Regions from separate parts of the Mus musculus genome. Here regions 2, 3, 4, 5 and 6 are each linked to region 1. The links are chromatin contacts, called in public promoter capture Hi-C maps. All regions are on one chromosome and are shown on one strand. Each heading gives the region's core, a stretch centred on a gene start, on an enhancer-like site or on the middle of the called end of the contact. The rest is flanking DNA. Distances are from core to core; before and after follow the strand shown.

Region 1 (4,918 bases), core at 1,561-4,060:
TGTTTCTTTAAAAAAAAACAAAACAAAAACAAAAAACTAAAACAGTGGCAGTATTTGCCTTTAATCCCAGCACTTGGGAGGCAGAGGCAAGTTAGAGGTTAGCCTGGTCTATAAAGTGAGTCCCAGGACAACCATGGCTACTTAGTGAGCCCCTACCTCAAACAAACAAACAAAAATTTTAAAAATTTACTGTCTTTGTATGTGTGAGTGTGGGCATGCAGATTCCACAACATTTGTGTGGAGGTCAAAGGATAACTTTCAGGAGTTGATTCTCTACATCCAATGCAGGATTTGGGGACTGAAAGATAATCAGGTTTGCACAGCAAGCGCTTTTACAGAGCTATTCCTCTGGCACCCTAGTCAGTTCTTTACATGAAAGCTACCTTTCCTTTAAAGGAGTACAGTTACAACGTCAAAAAGAACAAGAGCATGACAACAGGTATCTATCTCCACTTGCAAAATCAAAGATCTGAAGGTAGATAGGGCCCTAACCTTTGACAAGAATCTAGAGTGAACAAAACTTATCCTAAGGGTTGGAAAGATGGCCCAGCAGTTTGAAAACTTAAGAGCCCTTACTGTTTCTGCAGGTGACAGGGGACTACAGTTCAGTTTCCAGCACTCATGGCTCACAACTAGCTCCAACGAATCCAGGGAATCTTGATAGCTCTGGCCTCCAAGGGCACCTCACTCATGTGCACATACCCATGCAGACAAACATACACATGTATCATTAAAAATAATATAATTTACACCCAACCATTGGACTGAAGTCGGGAACCCTTATGGTTGAATTAGGCAAAAAATTAAAGAAGCTGAAGGGGAGAGCAACCCCATAGGAAGACCTGCAGTCTCAACTAACCCAGACCCCAGGGAGCACCCGAACACCGAGCCACCAACCAGGAGCATACACCGGCTGGTCCGAGGTCCCTGGCACATATATAACAGAGAACTGCCTGGTCTGGTCTCAGGAGGAGAGAATGAGCTTAATCCTGGAAAGAGACTTAAGGTTCCAGGGAAGGGGGGGCACTCTCAGAGGCGAGGAGGAGGAATGTGATGAGGAACTGTGGGAGGGGAGACTGAAGGGGGCAACAACTGGAATGTAAATAAATAAAATAATAAAAAAATTTAAAAATAATATGATTAAAAAAAAAAAAAAAGCTTGTGCTAATTCTATGCCAGTCTGGGTTACACATATAGACCCTACCCATCCCACTCCATTGTCTCACAAAAATATTTGTCCTGAAAAGAGTTGCTGAAGAATACCTTACCTTGAAAGAGGGGAGGGGGACTTGCAGTCTGTTTTACAGGGGGTAAACTGCTGTACATACACACTGAACAAATGCTAATTATGCTGCTCAAAGACATATGTTACAAATCCAACGTCAAGGGCAATGTCAAGGACCTAAAGAAAAGATGTGTTTGAAGCAAGTCTTAATAATCTGGCTATGCTCACACAAATCCACCACTACCAGCCCTGCCATTGATACTACTGCAGGTATCAATGACAGTAACCATACCAACAGGTCCTGAGTTATTAAAATCTAGGGAAAGGAGGGAGGGGGGTTACAATAATCTCCAAAGGACAGAATGCCTGAAGCTACTTTCATTTTATCAGATACCTCTCAAGTCTCCTGACCTCAGGGAAAGATGAAGAAGAAACCCAACAGGTGGGCTCAGAAACCCACCTTATGAAATAAACTCTTATCTGTCTGTAAGCAACACTGGCCCCTGCAGATACCGAGCAACCTTTGGCTTTGTTTCCCTGGTCATCGTTCTTATGCCTCAAGTCAATTTCCGGCTCCCGGTCAACTAAGCAAAGCTGGGAGAATAACCGGTGAGGGGATGAACTGTTGCATGAACGGACAGATGAAGAGAGACTCCTCCCTCGAGCAAGGTACTTCTCAAGAAAAAGGCCACGGATGAGGGAGTCCCCAAAGTGAACCAGGGAAAAGCCATGGGGAAATCTGTGAACACACGCCCCCGCTGGCCAGGCGATCAACCGGCCACAAGGCCCCACAGGTGTCAGGCACCAAAAGTAAATGGGGCTCACCCATCCCAAGTCCACACTCAGACCCCGAGGAGGTCTCAAAGGTTAATGAGAAGCGACCTGAATTTGCTCTGCGTCTTGTTACAGGCCAGAATCCCAGAGTATGCCCTTTAGGCAATAGCTAGGGGGGGACGCATTAGGTTTCGTTTTCTTGGGCGAAGATTGATGTCGGTGGCCAGGGACGACAGACACTGTTGGGAAAGAGGGGGATCGGGACTTGTAGGGTGCACGGTCGATGTGAGTCAGGCACCCAATCAGTGCTTAGTCACTGATAGCCCGGCGGCCGGAGTTCCTCGCCCCCCGCCAGCCGGGCCGTACGTGACGAAGCCTCGCCTGGCGGTGGCGGCCTCCCGGCCACTCCCGGTACTCACTCGGCCGAGCTGGTCCCGTTAACCGCCGAGCCATCGGGGGCCGGGTTCAGCTGGATGGGCGTCGGCTTCTTCTTGGGCATCTTGCAGCCGGGAAAGAGCCTGCAACTCAGCAGGGAGCGCGCGGCCGCTTCTCGCTTCCTCCCTCGGCTCTGCCCAGAGTCGGGGCGGCTCGATCAACGCCGCGCTCCTGGGACCCTCCGCCCAACCCACGCGGAGAACCAGCTGCGCGCGCTCGCCGGCCGGGAACTCTCGCCTCAGCACACCGGTTCCTCGGGCTCGGACGGCTCCCTGCGCACTACCCACAGCTCAGCTACAGCCCCAGCTTGGAGAAAGTGCGGCCACCGCTGCTCCGGCGCTCCGAGACGCCGCGCACAGACGTCCCAGTGAGGGACTGGAGGGTGAGGGAGGGGCGGGGAAACGAGCAGGCCCCGCCCCCACGGGGGCTGCAGCGCTTCCCTCACGCCCGCCTGACTCCGCCCCCGTCGCTTCGCCGACAGCCAATGGGGACTAGCCTCAGAGGCAGATGACGCGGAAATACGTCACGGGAGGCGCGGCGCATTGGCTTGGGGCGGAGTTAAAGGGAGGCTTTCCGGGCGCCCTCTGCTGACCAGCGGTATCCAGGTGGCTGCTGTACGAGGTTCTTGCACGCAGGTCATCTTGCCTTTGAGTGGGGCTGCTTGGCCTATTTATCTCAACTCTTCTCCTCCCTTGGGCTGGGTCATTTTGACCCAGACAAAAGTACAAAATAAATAAGAAAAGGACCCCTTTTCGTGTCCTGAGGCCAAGCGGAATTGAGTAAGAGCAAACTAAATTGAACAAAAGCCAGGAGTGCACATTTTTAATTCCAGTACAAGAGGCAGAGGCAGGCTGATGTGTACGCATTCGAAGCCAGCTTGGTCTACACAGCCAGGGATACATTGTGAGACCCAGTCTCAAAATAAAAGAAAACTTGTCAAGAGACTCCTTAAACTAAACTGACATGATTTTTCTATTTTAATTCTACTAAAATGGAGGTACACAGCTGAGAACTCCGTGCTGCAGAGGTGGTAAATTAGTGAAGCCTATTTTGAGAGCAGATTGAAGTCTAATTAATGGGGTCAGCCGACCTAAATGTATCCAATCTCATATCCTCTTTTTCGTTTTCTAAGCCTTTTGGCAAAGTCAAGTTTGGAGTAGCCTGGACAGCTAGCGCAGAAGTTGAGGGTGTTTCTTGCTTTAACAGGACTCTAGTTGGGTTCCCTGCATTCGTGTTTGGGCAGCTCACAACCACCTGTAACTTCCAGCTGTAGTGGATACCATGCCTCTGGCCTCTGAGGGTACATGTACTCTTGTGTACATACCCAAACACACACAAACATCATTAAAAATAAAGTCAGGCACACACTTTTAATCCCAGCACTCGGTAGGCAGAAACAGGTGGAAATCCCTAGTTGGAGACTAACCTGGTCTACAGAGTGAGTTCCAAGACAGCCAGGACTACACAGAGAAACCCTGTCGTGAAAAACTAAAATGGCTGATGAGATGGCTCAGTGGGTAAGAGCACCCGACTGCTCTTCCAAAGGTCCTGAGTTCAAATCCCAGCAACCACATGGTGGCTCATAACCATCTGTAACGAGATCTGACTCCCTCTTCTGGAGTATCTGAAGACAGCTACAGTGTACTTACATATAATAAATGAATAATCTTAAAAAAAAGAAAAATTAAAATGATGATAATAATAAATCAGATAAATCTTTTTTTTTTAATCACCAGGACATAAATAGGTATTGAGGGGCATGCACTGACCAAACGGAGGCAGGAGGATCAGAAGGCTACCTAGCAAGTTCCTCCTCTACCTAGCAAGTTTCAGACCTAACCTGGGCCACATGAGACACTGTCTATCTTGCCCACCCCTTAAAGACTCTAGGTTTAGTCTACCAACTTCCCATTTAGTCTATCAGCATCAAGATAAACAAATATTGTTTTATCCTGTCTTTCTGTGATGGTTGTTGGAGCATAAGATGTGAATTTATCAAATAGCTCAATAGTTCATATTCAGAAAAAAAATGCAGTTTCAGGGGCTGGAGACATGGCTCAGTGATTAAGAGGACATGTTGCTCTTGCTGAGAGCCCAGGCTCATATCCAGCACCTGCATGATGGTTCCCAATTATCCACCACTCCAGTTCCAGGAGAGCCTGCATTCTCTGCTGACCCCCAAGGGCACCAGGCACACACATGGTGCACATATGTACATGCAGGCAAAACACAAATACATATAAAACAAAAATAAATTTCTGAAAATACACATTCCAGCTTCCTCTTTTGAAACCACTCAGACTTAAAGACACTAGGTATAAGGAACAGATAAGCATCTGCCCCGGGTGTTCCAGAGCCAGGTGTTACAGGAAACTCGAAGGTAAGGAGGCTGTTGAAAGCTGAGGCAAGAGACTTAACTTCCAGGCAGGGAGGAAGCCCGAAGGGGTATTTCTCATTGCCAAATACCTCCACCTCCAGATAGCA
Region 2 (4,918 bases), core at 1,028-3,527, 1.9 Mb after region 1:
ATACTTTGTCCAAGAATAAGCTAGCAAAACTGAGCTTGGTGGGACATGCTCATCCTACCATTCGGAGGTGTAGGCAGGAGGATTGATTGGGAGTTCAACACTTTGGCTATGTGAGAACCTATCTCAAATGATAACAAAACAAAAACCAAAGTTAAAATAAGCAAGCAGACTGCCTAGATTAGCATCAGACTTTACAACCTACTCTGTAATCTTCGGTGTACCCAGGCTGAACCTGAACTTTCAACAGAGCCCCTGCCTCAGGTCCAGAGTAGCTGAGATTATAGGTTTGAGCCAATAGGCCCAACTTAATTTCTTAATTTTTCAGTGTTTTTCTTTCATTTTAACTGTGTAGAAGTCTAAATTCTTTGTCTCATAACTAAAGCATCTGTTAAAAATATAATTTATAACTAATGGTTGCTTAATAAAATCGCTTAGTGAAGCCTTGGTTTCTTGAAGAGTAGTATTCTGGGTCAAATCTAAAGATATCTAGCTACTGAGGACATAGTTCAGTGGTAGAATGTATAACTAGCATTTGCAACAAGCTGGGTTTGACCTCAGCACCTGCTTTCTGTGGTAGAGCAAAGTAATTCTGACTATCCTTCCCTCATTTTTTGGGAAGAAGACAAGAGATTTTTACAGTCTTAAGAAGTATCAAGCCTCCATCACTAACTGGATGAGGTCAGTAAAACCACAGTCTCGTGCTTTTTACTAAGAACTCTGGACAACAGCTCCTCCCTGCCAGTTTCAATTTTCAGGTATTTCACCCATCATCTCAGAAGTTACTAACAGTAGCTGTTCTCCATGATTTATGAGAGTAACTATATAAAGATACTTAAACAGAAATAAAGACTCCATTATCGGCAAGTTACTCTTTCTCAGAGTAGCAGACATCATTAGACAATCTGCTGTCATTAGCACCAGCAACCACTTTATGATTATAGCCTTCAATTTCTCAACATAGTAAAATTTTAACTACGGCCATGTTAAAAAAAACAAAAACAAAAAACCCTCCAAAATCTAAATTTTTTCTAATGTAAGGGGCACCTCCAAGTTTTCAGACACATGCTATATACAGAATTTAAAGTTATTTAACTCAGTCTGATACTGATTAGCTACTCTGAAGAGAAACAATAACCAAGAAAGGAAGATAACTGCATAGACTCGGTACTGAAGACGTTTCTAAGCTGGAACTAACTGTACCGAGTGGTATGAGTCAGTGTTCTCATAAAACAGCCCAAAACATCTCTCCTGGTGCTGTTAACCCATGACATTCCACACGGAAAGACAAGGAGGTTTTGGTTGTTTTGCCAGCAGCTAGCTCTCATTTGAAACCTAGATATTTATTATGGGAGACAGTTTTTCCCTTCACATTTACAGATCTGTTTCCAAGCACTTTAATGCATCCTTTTAACAGAAACAAAAGCTTTCTGATCCGTGTAATCTATTTCTCTCAACCAGCATTTGCCCTGATTCCTGGAGAGATCAAAGGAGTCACAACCTAACTTCCATAAACTAGTATCCAGAATGGGCTTTTGGTAATGACCAGGAAGTGCTGGGTATAACAGGAGGATCAGTGGGCGGGTCATGGTCCTTCCTAGATCACGTTTCCACTTTCGGTGCAATAAAACAAGGGAACTGATGGTCTGCACCTCATTTTCTAATTTGTCATGTTTAAAGTCAGTCTGCCCAGGACACAACCAGCAGAAATGCCCGCTGAATCCTTGGGGTAACCACACCTCTGGGCCAGGGGACGGCCTAGGTTGCTCTTGGCTATTAAGGATCCGTGGTGAAGCCACCACACCCCTCGTCTCTTCCCGCCCGGGCTTGGGCAGCCAGGCTCTAGGGCTCGTTTCCTACTCAGGGCCCTGGAGTCCTGATTGCTGACACCGAGCGAAGATTTCCCACCAGGCCCACTATCTTCAAAGCCCTCGAACCCTTAATAAGGGTTCTCTTTTGGGGGGCTCTTTTCTGTCTGCTGCCCCAAGGATGGGAACTCACGGCTGCCGCGGCGCCAGTGAAAATATCCTCCCCCTCGGTGTCGCTGTCCCCAGCCTCGGGTTCTGACCCCCCGGCAGCCCCTTCCGACTCCGGATCCATGCCAGGGAAGGGCGGAGGGAGTCGCTCCGAAGCGCTACAGCCACCACCTCCTGACGCCATCTTCCTCCACCCGTGGCGGAAGCAGCAACAACAACTTTATAGACAGTGCCGCGAGCAAAGCGCTCCAGCCGTGTGAGGTGCGCGAGGGCCGTTATGGACCCAGAGGGACCATCGGGGCGGAACCTGGGGGAGGGACCTAGGGCGGGGCCTGGGCTGCTGCTCAGCCAATCCAAGCACTGAACCGCAAGGCTGCACTGGGGCGGGCCAAGTAGGCAGAGGAGGAGCTAGAGGCTGAGGAGTTCCTCCGGGTCTTTGTGCCCTGCATGGCTCTATCTGTCACGCTTCTAAGGTTCTGTTTGAATAAAGTCTGTGACTAACAATGTTTGAAAACCTCTGCATGCCACCTGCTCATGCCAAGCACAGTGTTCTCTGAGAGATTCAATAAATATTTTTGATTGAGGGCTGAAACGACTGCAGGAAGTTTTGCCACTTAGTTTTTGGACATTAATTCATTTAACATATACAGAGCATTCACTGTGAGCTTGGCACCTTACTGTGCGTTTCAAATACAAACACAAAAGCTCCTGGCTCACAGTTTAATGAGGCAGTCTTGTAAGTCAACAATTTAAACACACTCAGTGTTACAGTGTGCAACAATAAAAAGAAGTTATCGATTTTTTGAGAAGCCAGGCTTCACACAAAGGGGAGATTTCCGTGTATTAAATTCGGTCCTTAAGAATTTTGGGTTATAGCCGGGCGTGGTGACACGCCTTTAATCCCAGCCCTCGGGCGGCAGAAGCAGGTGGATTTCTGAGTTCAAGGCCAGGCTGGTCTACAGAGTGAGTTCCAGGACAGCCAGGGCTATACAGAGAAACCCTGCCTCGAAAAAAAAAAAAGTTCCCGGAACTTAATCACAGGTTGGTGAGTCGAAGTCAACTAGAGTTTAAAGATAACATAGGTTATGTTATCACGGACTAATTTGCAAGATGATCCTTTCAAGGAGCTGAAACCTGCCACTAACACCAACAGAGGTGGTTTGCTTTTCTGGTTGAAACCACCTTAGGCAGGCCTGAAATTCTGTGTCCAAAGCTGGCCTCAAACTCAATGCTCCTCCCTCGGCCTCCCAAGTGCTGGAATTACAGGCATGAGCCACCAGGCCTAGCAAAGTTGGCTGTTTACAACTGCAAACTCAACATTAGGGGTGGATTCCCTTACAGATAAAGTAAACTGCCTGAAGGTCAGGAGAGTGTCTTAGTTTGTAACTTTTATTCCTGCATACACATTGTGTATGGCAAATTAAGTGTCTAATAAATATTTGAGGTGGAAACACAATCAACTCTGTAACTGGCACCCATCACAGCCATGAACACACAAAAAAAAGGTTAAGAAATGCTTTTTTAGGATGTTCATCTCCGTTATCATTACTACATAGTGAACACAGATAAAGTTCTCTCGCTGTAATTTGGGTGGTGGTCGATAGAAATCCTCCCCATGGAGAGAAGCTGCACTAAACTAAGTTTCTAGGAGATAAGAAAACTAAGCCTTCCCTGTCCGTAGGCATGCCTATCAACATTGGTCTTCCAAAATAACCCCTTTCACCGCAAAGGAAATCCACTTCCGGCCTGGTCAGAAAGTAAGAAAAATTTGTTTGGAAGTGGCTTCCTCTGAGAAATAGCTGTAGAGTCTCCGTTCTAGAATATCTTCCAGTAGTAGTAACCTTGATCTCCTTTCCCCTACCTCTTTAGGATTCATCTTTAGTTCTTCCTAGGAACTGAGTGGGGCATTTGGTGACGTATAACAGTCCGTTACACGATCCTCTGGCTAAGACTACAAGCCCCATATACATTTCGCCGCCGCTCCGCTAACGCCCCTTAGACATCCCAGCATGCAATGCGCCTAACGGGCCGTAAGGATTTTTCTGTGCCTTCTAAATCGAGCAGAGCATCTTGGGACATGTAGTCTTTACAGCTAATTTCCCTAGGTCCTTCGCGTTGCAGTTTTGAGTCCCGCCTATTCTCTGCTCCCCTAAACCTTTACACATGTCTTGGTTTATTTGAAGACCAGGAAGTTCTCTCTCGAGGTCGGCTGCGGAAAGACGGTGGCTCGGTTGGGACAGTCGCCAGGGATGGCGGAACGTGAGGATGGAGCGAGTGTCTGGGCTGCTTTCCTGGACGCTGAGCAGGGTCCTATGGCTCTCAGGCTTTTCTGAGCACGGAGCTGCCTGGCAGCCCCGGATCATGGAAGAGAAAGCGCTAGAAGTTTATGGTAATTTACCCAGGGCACTATTTGACGGTGTTTGAGAGGCGGCATTGGAGAGGGGGTGGAGGAGGGCCTCACCCTTGGGCTGGAGTGGACCCTTGGGGTTTTTACCAGACTTAGAGGGAAGCATGTTCTTCCGGGTCCTAAGTCACACAGCAATGTCGGGCTATTTCTAAACCTGGAGCGAAATTGAGCCAGGAACTCATAAACGCTTTGTTACCCTGGACTGCCTACAGCTCTAGGGACAGTGTCAAGGGATGTGGGCAGAATGAGCCTACAGTGATCAAGAAGCAAAGCATGCCGAAGATTTCACTACTCAAGAGTCTTTCCTTCTTTAGTTCCTGGACTTGCGTTCCTCCCGCCATAACTGAGGTCACTGTTTGGTAATGGCCGAGTTGGGGACTGGCCCAAGGTCATAGCAACTCTCTTGTGTGACAGAATCAATAGGAAGTGAAGAGGTAGGGATAGATATCTCAGCGAGAGGCTTTAAATTTACAATTTTCTTACACAGTTAAGTGTGTTCGTGTATTCACTCAGAGACTCTCCACTTTGAGGGACTGTC
Region 3 (4,918 bases), core at 658-3,157, 1.4 Mb before region 1:
CACTAGAACCAAATATAAGCTATGACCCAGGGGCTGGCATTTCATTAGAATACAACAGTCCAAATCATTTCCCTCTCATTTAAAACTGACTCAAAAGCTTTTATGGTTTAAGGAGGAAAAAAAAAAAAAAAAAAAACAAACAAAATTTAACATTCATCTTTAAAAAAAAAAAAAAAAAAAAAAGATGCTTTAAAGCCCACACCTATAATGGAAGCTAAAGCAAGAGGTTGGGGGATTCCAGGTCAGCCTGGGCTATGCAGCAAGACCTGGTTTTGGAGACCAGAAGTAGCAAAGAAGAAGGGAGGGAGGGAGGGAGGGAGGGAGGGGCTAGAGAATATAAGAATGCTTCCAAACAGGCTTTTTTGGTCAGGCAGTTTTTACTAACCAAAACTAAATTGCATTTCTATACGTAGATTCCACCTACTGCAAAAGAAAATGCTAAACTAGTAATAGCTTATTCATTTACAGGTCAACAAAAACCAATGTAAACAAAGCAAACTGAATACAGCTATATTATGCCAATCATTCCGCAATCGTTCAGCACAGGAAAAAAAAAAAAGGTATCAAACGTGACGACTCTGTTATCTTCCTCCGCCCCCCAAAAATATGTACAATTAACCTCAAATGAAAAAAAATATTAGAATAATAGTAAATAGTAAATTTTTGAACAATGTTAAGTGTTTGTGAAACCTTCCCACTGTATCACCCTATACATGTAATTTAGCAATGGCGTAACTTCTACGCCAGGCCCAGAGCCACCTGTACAGCCAAAAATATTGGCCAGCATTGTGGGAGAGTCAGAACCGTGCCTAGAGATGCCCAGCTGCATGACAAGATTCTAGGGGCTTATTTTAACAGATAGTCCCACGACCTGCTTGAGGCTCGATCCGACCACGGGAGGGGGGGAGCGGGAGGAGAAGGGATATGGAGAGGTTAAATGAAGCATCAAAAGGTCCTCAATTTTAATTGTTGATCTCGTTAATTTCCGATCTAGGTTACTACGCCAGTGCTGATATAAAGATACAAAAACCTAGATGGGCAGCCACCACTCCGACAGTGCGTGTTCGCTGACTAATGAAGACTATAGATCTCAAGACCCAGGGTGTGGCTACCACCTACAGGGGGAAAAGGGTAGGAGTCGATAAGAAAAGGCAGCAAAGCATAGCTCTGGGAGACGAGGTGGGCATCAATGGGGGTGAAGGGATATGAAAAAGAACTGAGTCCACACATGAAAACAGGGTTAATGAAGGATGAGAGGATCCAGGGCTTGGGAGGCCCGCGCGCGTCGGAGGGAGGATGGAGTTGGGATGTACCTACCCGTCGAAGCGGACGGTGCCGGTCTGCTGGGTCTGCACACGGTAGTGTTCTAACAGCAAGCGCACCACCTTGGCGTGCCCATTGCGGGCTGCGATGATGAGGGGTGTGGAGCGCTGTCCTCCCTGCTGACTGACATAGCCCAGCAGGTAGCGGATATCGCTCTCTGACCGGTTAAGGAGCAAGGCAGCCAGAGTGAGCACCTTGCCCTCGCTGGCCGCCTTGTACACATAGCCAGCCAGGCCCTCCATGGCCGCCGCCAACTCCAACACCCGTTTGGTCGCCACCGCTGCTGCTGCCTTGCGCCCCCGGAGGCCGCGTCCACCAGCACTTCAGACCCGGGCCCTCACAGCCCATTCAACAGGGCGCCGCCGCCGTGTCCAGGCAGCAGCGCGACCCAGGGAGGGCGGAGACGCAGAGGTGGCCGAGCACCGCCGGAGGCACAAGTGGGACCCGGCCCGGGCGGGGAGAAGGACGGTCAGGGCCGCCCCCGAGGCCCCAGGCACCGGCCCTGGGCCGAGGGGATCTCCATGGCGGCCGCCGCCCCGGGTCTCAGGCCGCCTCCTTCCTGCGGGCTGCGACAGGCGCGCGCCCGAGCTACGGGTCGCCGCTGGGGTCTCGAGAGGCCCGCGCACGCCCTGGATAGCGAGCGATGTGCACGCCTGCCCGCGCCGGGCCGGAGGGTCTGGAACGGCCTCCACTTAGCTCCTCGCCGCAGGAAAACCGCGGGCACTCGCCCACCGGCGATCGAAAGGGTCCGCTGGCGAGCGGGGCTCCCGTGAGCCGCGCGTGGGTGTTCGCGGACCGCGCCGGCAGCACCAGCACCGGAACTTAGGGCGGGAGGAAAGCAGCCGCCGCAGACGGAGCCGAAGGGAGGGAGGGAAGGCAGGAGTGGGAGGGACGCTTAAGTAGGTATTGCTTCCTAAACCGACCGGCGGGCAAACGAGGCTATCCTAAAGAAAGGTTCCGCTGTGCGCAGTTAGCTGAGCTCTGATGCGGGTTTGAAAGTCCCTAGTGCCCTTGACGCAAGTAGCCATCTCGCCCCCACAGGACCCTAGGATGCTTAGTCAAGGCTGGGGGCGGAGAGAAGGCTACTGAATCTACGGGCTAGAAAGCACATCCAGTTTTATGATTATTACTGTGGGATACTGTCTGCCAGTGATTCACGCGCGGGGGCGCGAGGTGGGGGCCACAGGAAAAGGGGAAAGAGCACCCAAAAGATCCATTTTTGAATAAGGGCTATTATGAGCCTCCGAAATTTGGGAGGGCGAGAGCCGCTTCACTGAAAAGCAACTGAAAGCCTCACCAGACCTCCCAGGAAAGGGGATTAAGTGTGTAAGATAAAGAGCTAAGAGGCAGCAGTCATAGCCAGATGGAACCAGTCTCTAGTCCTGACCCTGCAGAACCTCCGCTGTCTCACTTACACGTCACAGAATTGTTAGGATTTGAAAAGAGCATTTATCCAAAGAATGCTATAAGCCATTCACGTACAAGGCTTTGGTTAGCATCAGAGATTTCTTCATCTAGGCTAGGCCTTTCTCTCCTGGGGCTTGTGTGGTTGTGTGGAGAAAGCAGACAAATAAATGATGTAGAGTTGTTGGATTCATGTCATTACTATGAAACAAGGGCTATGGGTGTGGACTAGGAGACTTCGCCTGGGTGGTCAGAGAAGTCCTCTGTAACAGGTGCCTGAAACAGAGGCTGGACAATGGAAATAGTTCAAAGATCCTGAGCAGAAGACAGATGGTGAGCTCAGAACAGAAGCAGTGTGGCTGCTGACTGTAGGAAGAGTTCTAAAGGATTAAGTCAGCAGGATGCAAGTCATGTGGCCCAGTGACCTATGCAAACGGTTTGGTTTACTCTGGGATTGCATTTAGGGAGTTTTAAATAGAAAAGTGACAAGATGGCGCTTTTTTTTTTTTTTTTAAGATCACATGCATGCTCCCTAATGTGTGCAGAACATAGCCCAGGAAGCAAGAGTTTAGAAGTTCAAAGGCCAGTTAGGAGAGGCTGGGATTAAGTGGAGGATAAACCACTTCTCAGATTATCTCCTAAAACAGTTACCTATTTTCAGATCCCTATGCAAATGTCGGGGGGAGGGGGCTTACACTATTAAAAAAAACAGTCTTGGAAATAAGAACTGAAGATAAGATTTCCTTTTTAATATTTATTTCTGTATTTTATGTATTCGGGTTCTGTGTCTGCATGAATGCCACTGTGCCTTCAAAAGAAATTATCAGGTCCTACTAAAGATTGGTTGTGGGCCAGCATGTAGTGGAAGAGAATTGAACCTGTATCCTCTGGAAAAGCAACCACTGAACCATCTCTTAAATCCCTAACTTCTGCTGACATAACTAGTAGAAGGGAAAGCTGGCCTGTTTTTGCGCTGGGACTTCAGGTTGTAAGAAAATCAAGTGTTTTTTAGGCTGTGCTGGCTAGTTGTGAAGGTTTTGAAGGGGAGTGGTTTTTTGTTTTGTTTTTGTTTTGGGAGGCTTGGAGGCTGTTTTGTTGTTGTCTTCTGTTTTTGTTTGTTTGTTTCCTGTCAACTTGACAGAAGCTAGAGTCATCTGGCAAGGCAGAATGTCAGCAGAAATAAAACACCTCCCTCAGATTGTCTGTAGGGAAGTGTGTAAGGCATGTTCTTGATTATTGATGGGGATGGGGGCTCAGCCCATTGGGGACAGTACCAACCCTGGGCAGGTGGTCCTGGATGGTATAAAAAAGCAAGCTGAAAGCCGGGCGTGGTGGTGCACACCTTTAATCCCAGCACTCGGGAGGCAGAGGCAGGGGGATTTCCGAGTTCGAGGCCAGCCTGGTCTACAAAGTGAGTTCCAGGACAGCCAGAGCTATATACAGAGAAACCCTGTCTCGAAAAAAAAGAAAAAAGAAAAAAAAAAAAAAAAAAAAAAAGCAAGCTTAGTGAGCCTGGGTAGCAAGCCAGTCAGTACTATTCCTTCATGGTCTAGAGTCAGGTCTTGCCTCCAAGTTCCTTTCCTGAGATCTTGCTTTACTTTCCATCACTGACGGACCTGGAAGCCTTAGCCAAACAAACCCACTCAAGTTGCTTTTGGTTACAGCAATAGAGAAACACGCTAGAAAGGGGGCCTTAGCACTGTGTCCCTGAACTTCCTCCTGTGACTCTAGAGCAAAAAATTGTCCTCTCAGGCTGGTGAGATGGCTCAGTGGGTAAGAGCACCCGACTGCTCTTCTAAAGGTCCTGAAGGTCCAGAGTTCAAATCCCAGCAACCACATCACATGGTGGCTCACAACCATCCTTAATGAGATCTGACTCCCTCTTCTGGAGTGTCTGAAGACAGCTACAGTGTACTTACCAATAAATAAATCTTAAAAAAAAAAGAAAAGAAAAGAAAAGAAAAGCAATAGGGGAACACTATTTTAAAAAAAAATTGTCCTCTCTTCTTCTCTTGTCTTCCTCCCTCCCTCTATCCCTCACTCAAACTCACAACCTGGGTACAAGCTGGTGACCATGAAAGTATGCCTATGTCCTAAGTAAGGCCCCTCCTCAGCCCTTTGACCCTGCCACATCCTAACATTCTTTTCTCACCTGACTAGGTGAAGAGAATAATTTAAAAGTCCGCCCCCT
Region 4 (4,918 bases), core at 947-3,446, 1.3 Mb after region 1:
AGAGACAAGGTACAAATGTGGAGGTCAGAGGACAACTTAGAAGAGTAGGTTCTATCCATCCATCCACCAAATGGGTCTGTAGGATCAAATTTAGGTTGTCAGGCTTGGTGGCAGGTGCCTTTAACTGCTGAACGATCACTTGGGCTCTACGGTAAAGTTCTTTTAACCTTTCTGCATTATATTTTCTTGAATATTTTCATAATAAAATGTTAGGGCACAAGGGTCTGAGAATAAGAATTATAAATTTGGGCTGGAGAGATGGCTCAGTGGTTAAGATCACTGACTGCTCTTCCAAAGGTCCTGAGTTCAATTCCCAGCAACCACATGGTGGCTTACAACCACCCGTAATGAGATCTGATGCCCTCTTCTGGTGCATCTGAGGACAGCCACAGTGTACTTACATATAATAATATTTAAATCTTTATATTTAAAAAAAGAATTATAAATTTTTGGAGGCAGAGGCAGGCAGATTTCTGAGTTCAAGACCAGCCTGTTCTACAGAGTGAGTTCCAGGACAGCCAGGGCTACACAGAGAAACCCTGTCTCGAAAAAGCCAAAAAAGAAGGAAAGAAAAAAAGAAAGAATTATAAATTTTTATCTCAGTAAATACAGAGTTTTTATGTGATGTTGTGAATAGCTTTTAAATTTTTAATATTTATTTAAACATATATGCATATGCACACACATCTATATGTTCATAGAGTTTTTCCTACATGTTTGAATGTGTGTACCAGAAGGTGTTAGATCTCCTGGAACACAAGGTTGTGAGTCACTGTACTAGCTGAAAACAAATGGTCTTAACCTGTGAGCCATTCCTCCAGTTCCAACGAAAACATTTTCAGGATTAGAGAGATGGCTCAGCAGTAAAGAGCACACATGGGTCTTGCAGAGATCTCCAAGTCCCAGACCCCACGTGGTGGTTCACAAGCATCAGTTTCAGGAGGTTCAACAGGCACACAAGTGGAGCACATGCAGGCAAAACATTCATACACATAAAGTAAAATAATTCTTAACAATTCTTATAATTCTTATTTTGAATATCAAATTTGAGGGCTGTACACTCTGATCCTCAGCGCTGACTGGCCACAGTGGTAGATGCATGGAATTGTAACATTTAGGTGGAGGCAGAAAGATCAGAAACTCAATGTTATGTCCCTGAGAGTAGCAACTTAGAGATATTTGAGGCTAGCCTTGGATATATGATATCTTGGAGGGAAGAGGGGGAGGGGAAAGAAAGAAGAAAGAAAGAAAGAATGAATGAATTTAGTTTGTAGTGGCTATTATTATCTGTAAAATGAGGTGACTGGACCCACCCAGAAGATCCCTTCCAGCTATGTAATTTCAAACTTCAGTGAAGGAAAAATAATAATTAAAAGTAAGTTTTCAAAGCTGGATCTTGTCAAGTGCTTATAGTCACAGCTATTTAGGGAGCTGAAGGAGGATCCCTTAAGGCCAGGAATTTTTAAAACCAGCCTACACGGATTTCTGAGTTCGAGGCCAGCCTGGTCTACAAAGTGAGTTCCAGGACAGCCAAGGCTACACAGAGAAACCCTGTCTCGAAAAACCAAAAAAAAAAAAAAAAAAAAAAAAAAAAGCCTATAAAATGTAACAAGGCCCCAACTGAAAAAGATAAATTCTCGGAGTGGTCAAAGCAACCAGAGGAGTAAGAATTCCCTGAGAACAAGGACTAACTGGCTTCCTTTATAACCACTGGACATCTGTAGTCTCAGCAGGGTAAAAGACAAGGGGGCAGAGAAGGGCAAAGAATTAGGGAACAGGGAAGCGGACTTGGCTGGCCCAGGGAATGACCTGAACAGGAGCCAGTGGTTCGTTCTGTGGGTGGGAACAGGGTCTCCCCAAAGCCAAGCACAGTCATGTGGTGGTGGTAGAATGAGAAAAGCAGACAGCGTAAATTGAAGGGTTCTCAAATCTTTAGAGCCGCCTTGGGTAACAATACGCCACGCGCCACGGAGCCGCAGCCCCATCCCTACCCCACCACGCCCACTCGTGGAACTCTAAAACGCACCCAAGACCAAACACAAAAAGCCTGCTTCTGGTTAACTGTCCTCAGAGAGTTGGAAAGACGAAGAAACGCCGGCCCGTAGACACGCCCCCGCCCCTGTCCCTGATTGGCTAGAGAATTTAAAGACCAGGCCGGTGATAGGGTGGTTTTTCTATTCCTAGTATTTGAATGTTCTTCCTGCTGAAGCTTTCTGCCGGCCGGTTCAGATCAGCTTTTTCATCTGAAAGCAACGAGTCTATCGGATCCTTGAGGTGGGAGGCAAAGAACGCGATTATTTTAGTGATCCTCGCTGGGAGAGGTACAGATTCGTGGGTCAGACGGAGGGACAATGGATTCCTGGGCCTGGAGGTTCCAGACATTCCCTAATCATTTACCCTTTCCAAAGCACTGGAACCACACTGACCCTGATACCTACTAATTGGTTATTGAAGGGGGTGTGCAAGTCTCAGCCTGTTTTCACTTCCAGCCAGTCTCTTTCCCATCGCCCAACGTGTGATTATTGTTCTGCTTCCTGGGTAGAAGTCCCTAACGAGTCCCCTGTTGGCCTGGGTGAGTCTCCTCAACAAGCTTCTTTTCTGAGCAGGAACACCTTTCTAATGTGGACATTGCAGGACAATCGCTCGCGAATCCTAAGTGCATGTGACCCCACCTTCCAGCAGCAGAGGACGTTTCTCCTCGCTCCAGAGTGCTTGGAATATCTTGGTGGCACCTTCTGTTACCAGTGACAACCTGTTGACACTAAGAGGTCTGGACAGGATTTCCCGTCACCGCAGCCATACCACCTATTACATCTCGATTTTCTGTGACTTATGCGCTCCGGTCTCTGCACGCCTGCAGAGGCATTGGAGATGCCTTCTAGCACAGAGGCGGCGACCGATGAATGTGACGATGCGGAGCTCCGGTGCCGGGTAGCCGTGGAGGAGCTGAGTCCTGGAGGGCAACCTCGCAAGCGCCAGGCCCTGCGCGCCGCAGAGCTGAGCCTAGGTCGAAACGAACGACGTGAGTTAATGCTGCGACTGCAGGCACCGGGACCCACGGGGCGGCCACGCTGTTTCCCGCTACGCGCCGTGCGCCTCTTCACCCGCTTCGCTGCGACTGGGCGCAGCACGTTGCGGCTCCCCACCGATGGAGTCCCTGGAGCTGGCTCAGTGCAACTGCTCCTCTCCGACTGTCCCCCGGAGCGCTTGCGCCGCTTCCTGCGCACGCTGCGCCTGAAGCTGGCGGTTGCCCCTGGGCCGGGACCCGCCTCTGCCCGCGCACAGTTGCTCGGCCCGCGGCCCCGAGACTTTGTCACCATCAGTCCAGTGCAGCCAGAGGAACTGCAGCGTGCTGCAGCCACCAAGGCTCCAGATTCTGCGCTGGAAAAGCGGCCAATGGAATCCCAGACTAGTACGGTGAGAACCAAAAAGGGAGTGTGGGCGAGCTATTATTGAGGATCGAAGAAACCCTGGAGGCCCAAGGTTGGGGGAAGATAGTCAGGAGTATTAAGGAGACAGCTGGTGATTTGAAATGCCCATCGTACCTTATTTGAATATGATGGTGAGGTGTAAATCATCCATGCTTACCCACCAGTAAGTCCCAAGATTAGATAAGCTGAGAACAGGAAACTAGGATCCTGGCCACATCCAAAGAAATAGCGGCGGAGGAGACAAGACAAAAACTTAGAGGAAAGAACGGGTATTAAGTCCCAGAAGAGAGGAACTTTGGGAAATAATAGAAAGGGATCAGGGGCAGGCAATCGTCCAATCACCTGAGGAGAAAACCATCAGGTGGATCTGACGGAGCTTTTAGATTCGATCGGGTGTGGTCACCAATCTAAGATGCCTGACACTGAACTGATGAAAAGCCAGAAATGAAGTCTGGTATCTGTCGGGACTAAGTTCGGATGACCCAAGCCTGCTCAAAGTTCCAAGTGACGTCAAGAGCACAGCAAAGGGCTGTTTTGCAGTGCATACAGACCAAGCAGCATGGCAGGAGGTTCTGACACAGCCCTGTTCCTCCCAGGAAGCTCCAAGGTGGCCCCTGCCTGTGAAGAAGCTGCGCATGCCCTCCACCAAACCGAAGCTTTCTGAAGAGCAGGCCGCTGTGCTGAGGATGGTTCTGAAAGGCCAGAGCATTTTCTTCACTGGGAGCGCAGGTAATAGAGCAGGAATAAGGTGGTGGGCAGCCCTAGGGGGGAGCAGGCAGGCAACTCTGACTTTGCCTACTACCCAGGGACAGGAAAGTCCTACCTGCTGAAACATATCCTGGGTTCCCTGCCCCCTACTGGTACTGTGGCCACTGCCAGCACTGGGGTGGCAGCCTGCCACATTGGGGGCACCACCCTTCATGCCTTTGCAGGTAAGTGTGAGCCCTTGGGCTTGGGGTAAGAGCAAGCCAGACCTGTGGCAAAGGAGGGAGAGATGAGGGGGGCTGGGATTTCAGCCCAGACTGAATTGCGTCACTCATAGGCATCGGCTCAGGCCAGGCTCCCCTGGCCCAGTGCATGGCCCTGGCCAATCGGCCAGGTGTGCGGCAGGGCTGGCTGAACTGCCAACGTTTGGTCATTGACGAGATCTCCATGGTGGAGGCAGACTTCTTTGACAAGTTGGAAGCTGTGGCCAGGTCAGTACGGACGGCAAGGGCAGTCACTGAGACCTGAGTCTGGTTATTTCCTCCAAGGGGTTTGCCCACCGAGCATCCGTCTCTAAAGCACTCCCTGCTCCCATCCAGAGCTGTCCGGCAACAGAAGAAGCCATTTGGAGGGATCCAGCTCATCATCTGTGGGGACTTCCTACAGTTGCCACCAGTGACCAAAGGCTCCCAGCAGCCTCAGTTCTGCTTTCAGGTACTGGTCACACCCTAACCCTGACCTCTGCTTGTGGGGGACTTACATCCCGATTCTGATCCTATGCT
Region 5 (4,918 bases), core at 694-3,193, 1.3 Mb before region 1:
CTGAAATTGGGATAAAAAAAACTATCCAAGTCAGGAATGGTGGTGAATGCCTTTAATCCCTTTAATCCTAGCACTAAGGAGGCAGAGGCTAGAGGATCCCTGAAGTTTAAAGCCTGTATGGTCTGTCTACACAGTGAGTTCCAGACCAACCTCAGCAACATAGCAAACCTCTGTCTTAAAAAAAAAGGGGGGGGGGGCGCTATCCATTAAGATTTTCTGTCTTAAACAAGTTAGTAATTAGAAGTAAACTTAAAAAAAACAAATACCCAAATCTTGTACAAAAATCTTGATATGTTAACACTCCAAAGTTACTAAGGAAAAAAAGATCTTCCAGTGAGGCTTTTACACACACACACACACACACACACACACAGGTGCACGGAAAGAAAAGTGTCCAGAAACACAGGTAGTGGTCTGCTTGTTTTAGAAGTTATTTCATTATAATGGGGAAAATAATAATTTTTTTTATTGATTATAAAAAGAATTTCTAAATCTCCCTGAGGATTTATAATTGCATAGCCCAATCTCCACTCTGACAGAGATGTGCTATAACCAGCTGTTTGGTTCGCACACAGGAAGCCAGAGAAGGGAATACCATGTTCAGAGCCTCTAAATAATATGCGTTAGTTAAGAACTGCCTGCCTGCTACTAAACCAGAATTATTCAAGCAGAGACCCATTTGTCACAATCCAATCATAAGGGTTCCACCAGCCCTCCCCCAACTGCTTGTGTAGTGGTATATGTGCTTCAGTAAAGGAGCCATCATCAGGTAAAGATTGGGGTGGGAGAAAAAGCGGGGGAAAGGGGGCACCCTTTCATCTAATTTCGCGAGGCATGAGTAATTGGTACAGTTGAGAGGAACGATGGAACGTTCTATTTATTGGAGGTTGGGGTGGGATGGGGGGTGGGTGGGAGGAGAATTTCGTTTAAATCAACATGGCCAGCAAGATGTCCCTAACAAACAAAAGGCAACGGGGGATATAAACACGAACCATTCACCTCCATCAGCTATAGCATCGCCATCATGGTGTGTTTAGAGACCCCCAAGGCTGCTCTCATCTGCCACACCAGAGACAGCAAGAGTGCAGAGAGGTGGCTGCATCCCCACCACCGCTCCCAAAAGCACACTCTTTCAATGGGTTGCTCCCCACCACCACACACACACCCTCCCCGGTGGCCCGAAATCAAGAGAGAAACAGTAACGTCCCGCCCGGGCAGACTCCCCCTGCAACCCTTTAGCCGAACCCCCAACGCCGGCTCCGGGCTCGCTAAACTTTCCAAGAGCTTCTCCCTCGTATTCCCTAGCCGATTGCCCCGGGATCGCGCATTCCCTCTGGCCGGGCACCCATTGACAGGCGGGCGGGCAGCGGCGGCAAGCGAGGCGGGGGCGCCTGGGCGCCGCGGAGGGGCGGGGCGGCCGGAGCCAAGTTCCCGGGGGTCCGAGCGCTGCGCCTGACAGGAGCCCGGGACGGCGAAAGAGGAAGAGGAAGCGGCAGCGGGGCAGTTTTCCCGATCCCCCTCTTCCCAGAGCAGCCTACACCCCCCCACCCCCTGGCTGCCCATGGGGGGGGGGGGGGGAGGCGGGCTGCAAGGTAAGGCACCCAGGCCCCGGGGACCGCCGCTGCCGCCACGTCCCGACTCACTCTCTCTTCGCCCCGCCACCCCCGCCAGAGGCGCCCACAACAATAACACGCCGGGGACGACCCGTCAGCGCCCCCGAGGCACCCGGGGCCCACGGCCCGCCGCAGCCAGGCCCCCTCCACTAAGGCCCGGAGCGCCTCTCCCGCCTACAACTCCAGACTCGGGTGGAGCCCGGCCCGAGCGGGCCCCCCAGGGTCCGACCCATCCCCCCGGCAGCCGCGGCGCCGTCTCCGCGGCCGAATATTAGAAGTGAATTCGAGCTGCGCTTTACCTTTAGTTCCGCACTGTCCGCCATCTTGCGTCTGTCAGCGCAAGCGCAATGAAGCTCGCCGGGGGCCGCGCTGGAACCTCCCCTCTAGCGGACTTGACTCCGCCTCCACCCCGCCCCTCAGCCTTCCCGCTCCGCCCCTGGCCTCCGCCCCACTCCAGGAGCTCGCTGCCCCGCCCCGGGCACGCACAGCTGCGAGACCCACACGCACTATTTAAATAATGGCGCCAAGCGGGAGTTTGACAGTTACTACCCCCTCGGCCTCCCCGCCCCCACACTGGCCGAGCCAGTAGCGCCCAGGGAAGAGGCCACATCTGGGGAGGTGTTGGCCTCAGTCTCATCCTTCGGCTGCCCTCTGAGCCCCAGTTGACTGAAGCCACGGCGCGCCCCCATGCGCAAGATGCGTTCTGCACCTGTACCCTACCCAGCTGCCGGTCGATCACAACTAGCCAATTAGTCAGTTTTGTCTAAGGAGAATTTGACGAAGCGTTTCTGGGTTTACGCAGATCCTCATGATGAGGCAGTTAGGCCAAAAAAGAAAAAAAAAAAAAAATATATATATATATATATATATCATTCCCATGGTATCTTTTCCGAAATAAAAGCTCTGAGGGGAAAAAGGGACTCTCCTAAACAGCATTTAACAGTAGTAGCTAAGGCAAATTCTGAAGACATTTATTCATCGCGTCACCCTGGGTAGTCAGAAATTAGAGAAGATCCCTGACCTGTCGCTCATGGGGTACAGATCTGTGAACTATTAAGATATAATTACTAATGGTGATGAACAGCATAGAGATTAAAAGGCTCACCAAGAGAAAAATGGATTGGGGGGGGTGGGGTGTGCTTAATCCCAGAAGGGTTTTCTTCACCTACATTGATATTTAGACTTACTCCTATCTACTAAAAGCTTCCTTCAAAACCCCAGCCTTTTTTAACTGATCAACTTTTTACTATCAAAATCCTCTTAACATTTGGGTTACTCTGAATTCAAGAAGGCCAGGTCCTGACCAGTGACCTGGATTATTTCACTCCCACATGCCCACATGTTTTACTCCAGTATCTTTATAGTTCCAACCCCCTTTCTTCAAGGAATCATTTTCATCAGCATATAAACATAACCAAAATTCCTTACTTAAATTTATGCTTCCTCTGGATCCAAAATTACCTTCAATGGGTACTCTATTTCTCCGCTTTCTTCACTGAATAAATTCACAAACAAGACTTCATTTTTCTACAAGTACTTGTTCCCATTTCTTCAGTGGCATTACCTCCAAACCTATCCTGAGGCAGCTCCACTGCCTGCCCTATCTTGAGCTCTCATCTACACCTTTTCGAAGCCCACTCTCAGTTCCCAGGGCTTACCTCAATTGCCTAGAGGGAACTGCTAACAGTTGATGTGATTGCTTTCTCTGGAAACAGAGTTCTTGAACTTTCCTCCACATCACTGCCACTGTCCCAACATTCCATTCCTGTCTCTTTACTAGGTAGCTTCCCCACCCCCACCCCTATTCCTCTCTCCTCGTCTCTCTCCCTCCTTTCCGCCCTCCACCCTTTTTCTCTCCTGAGTCTCACTATTCAGCCCTGGAATTTGCTATAAAGACGAGGCAGATCTCTGTGAGTTCGAGGTCAGCCTGGTCTACAGAACTTGTTCTAAGATAGCCAAGGCTACACAAAGAGACCTGGGGTAGGGGTAGGGGAACAAGAAAGGAAGGAAGGAAAAAAGGAGGGAAGGGGAAGGAAGGGAGAGAGAGAATAAGGAAGGGAGAGAGGAAGAAAGAGAGGGGGGGGGAGAGAGAGAGAGAGAAAGAAGAAGGATAGGAGATTCTAAGACTCAGCTGTGATCTTTATTCAACCACCCAGAGCTATCATTCAACTCTTGACTTTTGGTCTATAATATAACGATTTTCAAATATCTGCAGCTTAGACTGCATCACCAAATTCGAATCCAGGCAGGCTTAGGGATTCAGCTCTGCTTGTAGACTGTTTATCTAACTGCCTAACATACAAGAAGTCCTGTGTTTGACCTCTGACATTGCATAAAAATGGAAATTGTGGTACCTGAACAAAATCCCAGTAGTTGGGAGGTAAAAGATCCAAGGATTCCAGTTCCAGGCAAGCCTGGGCTACAGGAGATCCTATCCCAAAAGAAATAATTTAATTTATTATTATTAATTAATTAATTAATTAATTTTGCTTTAGAGAGACTGTGTGTTGTGGTACAGGCCCTTAATTCCAGCATTCCAGGCAGATCTCATGGGAGATTGAGGCCAGCCTGGTCTACAAAGTAAGTTCTAGGCCAGTTAGGGCTACAAGTAAAGCCTTGTGTCAAATTTAATTAATTGATTAGTTAGTTAATTAATTAATTAAAAAGAGGCTGAGCCCTAATGTTGCTAGCTGCCTAGTATCAACTCCACATCTCATCACCACCTCACAATCATCCTTGACCGCCAGACTTGCTCCTTCCCCAAGAGTCTCACTATTATCCAGCATATATATATATATATATATATATATCCAGTATTCTCAAAATGAAATACAGGGAAGCACCCTTACTCCTCTCTTTTTATTTCCAGTGTCCAGAGCACCCATGAGTCCAGCTATTAAAATATATCCAAGGCAGTCTATTTTGTTCAGTCTTCACGACCATCACTCTCTTCCAGACTACTGGGAGGACTACCTGACTGACAGAGTCCAGACTGACTCTGGCTTTCCTGACCCCCAGGCGCTTCTGTCTTCTTGAGCCCTGTATTTGGAACTGACCTAGATAGCAAAGGCTAGTAATCCTACAACTTGCACTATACTCACTAAGCTTTCTGTTAACAGCTGAGTATGCAATACAAAGACATGATCCCAACACTTTGGGGTGGGGTAGGGCAAAGCAAGAAGAGTTTCAATAGTTCAAGGCCAGCCTGGGTTACATAGTGAGTTCTAGGACAACTTGAGCTACATAGCCAGAATCTGTCCTGATTACTGATTGCAGGTGTGCACCAATGTCTTAACACCGGGAAG
Region 6 (4,918 bases), core at 1,739-4,238, 1.2 Mb after region 1:
CTCTTAAGCACTGTGCCAACTCCAGCCTCATGAGTAGATTTTCATATAAACTCATACGCTAAAACTTAATTCATCATTCATTCAATCGTCAATTTCTGCTCAAGTCTAACAATTACATTACTTCACGTATATCTTTTAAAAATTGCAGCAAACAATGGTGCATACCTTTAATCCCAGCACTCAGGAGGCAAAGGAGGGCAGATCTCTGAGTTTGAGGCCAGCTTGGCCTGGTCTACAGAGTGAGTTCCAGGACAGCTAGGGTTATGCAGAGAAACCCTGTCTTGAAAAGCCAAATAAGTAAAATTTAAAAAAGTGTGTGTGTATGCATGTACAAGTGTTGGTAAGAGCCAGAAAAGATAGTTAGATCCCCAGGAACTGGAGTTACAAGTAGGTGGTTGTGAGCTACCTAATATGGGTGCTGGGAATCCCACTCAGGTCCTCTGCAAGAGCAGCAAGAACTCTTAACCACCGAGCCATCCCTTCAGCCCTTTGATGTATATCTTTGTCAGACATGAATATATATATATATATATGATTGCTCTGTGTGATTTAAAACAAATGGTATTTTGTCAAAAAGAAACAAGTCTATTGTGATGGTACACCCCTGTAATCCCAGGAAGAATAGTCCGTGTTTTACCCTGCTGATCCATCTCTCCAGCCCTCAGAGTGAACTTTCAAGCACAAAATACATGTCCTGGGTTGACACACTTCAGTTAACAAGACCAGTTAGCCAGAAGCAGAATTACAAAAGCCAAAAAGCAAGGTTAGAACGTTTAGAGACTTTCCCGGGACTATGGGCTTTGATGGATTAGGTCTTGGTTTCCATTTTTGGCAGGTGGCACTGTCTACATTCTGAGCTTTAGAGCCCAAATGACACTTCCACCATGGAGCCAGTAGTGCTAAGGTCTGGGACCTGTCATACCTGGTCTTTATATAGAATTCCAGGCCAGGGAGGTTTACAGAATAAGATTCTGTCTTAAGACACACTCCCCACTTTCACCCCACATGCCTAAAGTTTGGGACAAATCCACAAGCCATTTGGTCCCTTGTTTATGTTACTTGGTATTCACAGCATATTCTGTGAACATTCCAGCTTTCGGAGGAGAGCCTCATACAGGCATTGATGCTGTACTTAGATGCTGTGGGAACTTCCAGTGGATGCCACACAGGACAGCTGCAAATTCTTAGCACTCTGCCCACCAAGTCTACCCAAGCTGTGGCCTGCCTTGCTCAGAAACCTGCTGCCAACAGCTGTGTGCTGAGACAGCTGGACACGCAGATGTCAAACATTCTGTCAAGGACAAACAGTGTGCTTGCCATGTGTTGAGGAACAACTGAAGATTCAAATAACCCTATGGGACTTTTCTAAGAGACACAAAACATTGTTAGATTGCTCACATTGTAATAAAATATGCACACACACACACACACACACACACACATATATATATCAAAGCCTATCTATCATGTATTTGGTGATGAGCTCTGAATTTTGAGAGCTGGTTAAAGGTCTTTTCAGATTCTGTATCTACCACTTTTTGCTATAATTTTGAACAATTCAGTTAGCTTTGAGATACAGTACCACTATTTGAGATCCTTCTGCCTCACCTTTTTGAGAGCCGAGACATCACTATGCATTGGGGAAAATGTGTCTGGTGTTTGTCTAAGTTCTAGACTGGAACCTAAGACTCCTGAGCCATAGATCAGTGTTTGGTTGTTTTGTGGTTTTGTTTTTGTTTTTTTGAGTCATTGTTTTCGTCTGTGCTCTCTAGGCCTGGAGAGATGGTTTGGTGGTTAACAAACTTACTGCTCTTCCAGAGGACCAAAGCTGAGTTCCTAGTACCCAGTCAGGCTTGATCCATCTTAATCATCTGCAGTTCCAGCTCCAGGGGGTCCAAAGCTGGCCTCAGCAGGCATCAACACACACACGTACACACACACACACACACACGCACACACACACGTACAGGCACACGCACACACACACACGCACACGTACATGCACAGGCACAGGGACACGCACACACACACACACACACGTGGGGGCTGAGAGATTGCTCAGAGGTTAAGAATACATATTACTTTTACACCCGTGTTAGGCAACTCACAAACACTTGTAATGCCAGCTCTAGGATCCTCCTCTGCCCTCCTTATAAACTACACTCATGTGCACCATATATTCTCTCTCCCACAAACACACACACGATTAAAAGTAATAATAATAAAAAATATTTTTAAAAGTCCCTAAAACATTAGGATCTTGCTTTAGGAACCTTACAAATTTTCAAACAAGATTGACAGGTCACTCAATATTATTATGCATTATTTCAGAGCAAAGCTGTAAGCTAACTGAAAGGTGTTGTGGCATCTGCCACATCTCTCGTAAGAACAGTGACTAGACTGTGCCTGACAGAAGAGGGCAAACCAGCGCTGAGTATACCCCCTCAACATCAGCACAAAGCCATAAAAGGAGACAAGGCTTTGAAAGGAGGTCAGAGGACAGCGTCTATACAAAAGGTAAAAACAATTTTGCTGAGAAAGCATATGCAGTTGGGAGGCTGAAGGGGAATGGGACATGGGAGGCAGAGACTAAGGGAGGGTGATGATCCAAATTCTTTATATAGGTATCAAAATGTCCTAATTAAGCCATTGTAATGAACTGATATATACTAATGTTTTAAAAAGACTATGTCAAGGCCTATTCACCAAAGCTATGGACCAAAAGTGTCTCCCCACCAAAGCATGAAGACGCCTAAAAACCGAAGTCAGAAGCACATCCCCGGGGCCTACAGCCTAGATTTTTCACTTCCTCCTCCATGCTCCTGTCAGAAGTGACCAAGAACTGACCCTTATCCACCACCAGCCTCCACAGCCTCTAGGACACCGCAAATCTCAGAACAGGGCCTCCCTTGCCAGCCCCGTCGCCATAGTAACCACCAGAGCCCCGCCCCTTCCTCGCCATCTGGTCCCGCCTCCTCGGAACCCGGAAGCGGGAGGCGCGCCCGGGGAGCTCGCAGTACCAAAGCTGGGAGGCGGTGGCCTCTGGCTGCTCGGCCGCGCGCCCCCTCTGCCCGCTGCTCCCGCGGGGCTCCTGATCTGCGGCCGCCGGTCCAGTCCGCGCCCCGCCGACTCCATCCTCTGCGCCCAAATCGGGGCGAAGATCCGTCTAGGCTGGAAAGAAAGGGACGCGGGAGCGGCCACGGCAGGTGAGGGGCAGGCCCTGGAAAGCAAGAGTGTGGGTGTGTGGTGCGTGTAGGGTTGTAGGTGGGCGTGTATCGAGCATGCGTGACTTACGAGCAGAGTTCACGAGTGGGCAGGTCCTTGTGACCATGCACGTGATCCATATCTCTGTGTGTGCGTGTGGTGCGCTCTCGCGGGCGCCTGTGTGTGTCCGATTGTGCCTGTGGGTCTGTCTAAGGTTCAGCCTCGGTTCATTGCGGATTGTTGTTGTTTCTGAACTGGTGGAACCCAGGGCGGCCCCTATGGCGATTGGTGCCCAAAATCCTTAGTCAGACATCCTCATTTTCTTGAGCCACCCATCCTGGGGCAGAAATTCAGGAGCATTTTGGTTTCAGTCAACTTTTAAGGGCTGCGAGTAGAGTTGTTTTAAAGATCCTACCTCAGACTAGGTGTGAGGCCTGTGAAAGAGTCATGAAGAGTGTAGCAGGGCGAGAGAAACCCCCCCCCCCTTTTTTCTTCTTTTCCCAGGGAGTTAGAAGTTAGGGGCTGATGTTGTTTTGTCTCCATCTGCAGTGGTCTAGCTTCTCTTTTTGCAAGGATTCTGCACATTGGGAAGCCGTCTAATAGCTGTGTATGAGTTTTCAAAAAGATTTTACACCAGAACCTTGAAACGAGTGGTCAGAGAGAAAGATGTGCGGGCAGCGTCTCCTCTCATGATATTTAGAGAGAAGTGGATAGGTTCCTGGAGAAAGGATAAATCTTACCTGAAGAAATCTCCAAAAAGATGGCTATTTAATACATATAGGTGTGGTGAAGGATGAAGATGTGTAGTGAACAGCCCGCCGCAGGGCCTTAGGTGTAGTTCAGTGGTAAAAGCCCATGGTGAGCGTTCCCCAACACCGAGAACCATAGTTATGTCACCTAGAGGCTCTCTAGTTCTAATAACCTTTTTAATTGGTTGTATTAACAACCACAGATTGTCCCTATATAAGACACCTATACATTGAGATAAAGGACCAGCAATATGTGACTGACCGTGTGTTAAACATTTGTAGAGGCGATTTCCTCAGCTATGAACTGCAGGTTCTGTTGAAACTCTGAAGGCCAAGTACATGCTCTCTCACAACTAGCCAACTTACTGTCCAGCAACGCAAGGTCCAAGAAGAGCTGGGGAGCCTTAGCATCCTGGCCAGCGGGAGGAGGGGTTTCCTTGATAAAGCTTATCTCTGCCTCTTTCCTCACCAGCCTGAACAGGTGCTTCTGTTTTTTGTAAAGAACAGAGTCACGAGAAAGCAAATCTGTCCTGAACACACTGCCCATGTTTCTTTTCATCCTGACCAGTTTGGTCACAGTCTCAGCTAACTTTCTGGGCCACAGATTTTTTTTTTTTTTTTTTTTTTTTTTTTTTTTTAAGAATGTTTCTCTTGTGACTTGGAAAAGCATCCGGCTTAAGTGGATGAAAGAGAGCTAGAACAAACTTTCCTTTTCATACCCTTCACAGCTGCTTTAGCTTTGCAGCAGGTTTTTTTTTTTTTTTTTCTTCCTAGCCGTCAGCTGGTCCTACGCAACATTTGGCAACATTTGGTAACTGTCTCACCTTTCCTCACCACCCAACCAGCACAAGTGTTAGAATCACCTGTCCTTGCAAAAGTGTCCTCACAGCTGTGTAGGAACTCTTATGCATCAAGATTAGTTACAATGTGGTCAGTACTGAGCTGCTTGTGAGTTATACTGAAGA

The links. Promoter capture Hi-C pulls out the DNA fragments that hold promoters and counts their contacts. Capture Hi-C pulls out chosen DNA fragments and counts their contacts.
Region 2: a contact with region 1 is called in a promoter capture Hi-C map of liver, with 2.4 times the contacts expected there. The contact joins the promoter of Snx1 here to the promoter of Map2k1 in region 1. A contact is called at or near these places in 1 of 39 promoter capture datasets (pre-B cells) and 1 of 9 other capture datasets (liver).
Region 3: a contact with region 1 is called in a promoter capture Hi-C map of erythroid cells, with 24 times the contacts expected there. The contact joins the promoter of Fem1b here to the promoter of Map2k1 in region 1. A contact is called at or near these places in 2 of 39 promoter capture datasets (erythroid cells and pre-B cells) and 2 of 115 datasets of contacts at active chromatin or transcription factors (astrocytes and embryonic stem cells).
Region 4: a contact with region 1 is called in a promoter capture Hi-C map of erythroid cells, with 2.6 times the contacts expected there. The contact joins the promoter of Pif1 here to the promoter of Map2k1 in region 1.
Region 5: a contact with region 1 is called in a promoter capture Hi-C map of erythroid cells, with 17 times the contacts expected there. The contact joins the promoter of Pias1 here to the promoter of Map2k1 in region 1. A contact is called at or near these places in 1 of 39 promoter capture datasets (erythroid cells) and 1 of 9 other capture datasets (liver).
Region 6: a promoter capture Hi-C map of pre-B cells shows a contact between it and region 1, with 5 times the contacts expected there. The contact joins the promoter of Spg21 here to the promoter of Map2k1 in region 1. A contact is called at or near these places in 2 of 39 promoter capture datasets (erythroid cells and pre-B cells) and 1 of 484 Hi-C or Micro-C datasets (CD4 T cells).

The regions. Positions count from the first base shown.
Region 1 is chr9:64,250,795-64,255,712 of GRCm38.p6, forward strand. It overlaps Map2k1 (mitogen-activated protein kinase kinase 1), which reads right to left and starts at 2,811. Exons shown (of 11, transcript NM_008927.4): 1 at 2,419-2,811. The coding sequence starts at 2,498.
Region 2 is chr9:66,122,609-66,127,526 of GRCm38.p6, forward strand. It overlaps Snx1 (sorting nexin 1), which reads right to left and starts at 2,278. Exons shown (of 15, transcript NM_019727.2): 1 at 1,999-2,278. The coding sequence starts at 2,157. It overlaps Ciao2a (cytosolic iron-sulfur assembly component 2A), which reads left to right and starts at 4,003. Exons shown (of 5, transcript NM_026635.3): 1 at 4,003-4,362. The coding sequence starts at 4,239.
Region 3 is chr9:62,809,741-62,814,658 of GRCm38.p6, forward strand. Fem1b (fem 1 homolog b) reads right to left here and starts at 1,908. Exons shown (of 2, transcript NM_010193.4): 1 at 1,318-1,908. The coding sequence starts at 1,565.
Region 4 is chr9:65,584,978-65,589,895 of GRCm38.p6, forward strand. Pif1 (PIF1 5'-to-3' DNA helicase) reads left to right here and starts at 2,197. Exons shown (of 12, transcript NM_172453.5): 1 at 2,197-3,417; 2 at 4,028-4,160; 3 at 4,238-4,363; 4 at 4,474-4,627; 5 at 4,736-4,850. The coding sequence starts at 2,872.
Region 5 is chr9:62,978,936-62,983,853 of GRCm38.p6, forward strand. It overlaps Pias1 (protein inhibitor of activated STAT 1), which reads right to left and starts at 1,944. Exons shown (of 14, transcript NM_019663.3): 1 at 1,913-1,944. The coding sequence starts at 1,936. It overlaps Gm35574 (a long non-coding RNA gene), which reads left to right and starts at 1,579. Exons shown (of 6, transcript XR_379535.2): 1 at 1,579-1,592.
Region 6 is chr9:65,457,949-65,462,866 of GRCm38.p6, forward strand. Spg21 (SPG21, maspardin) reads left to right here and starts at 2,989. Exons shown (of 9, transcript NM_138584.2): 1 at 2,989-3,206.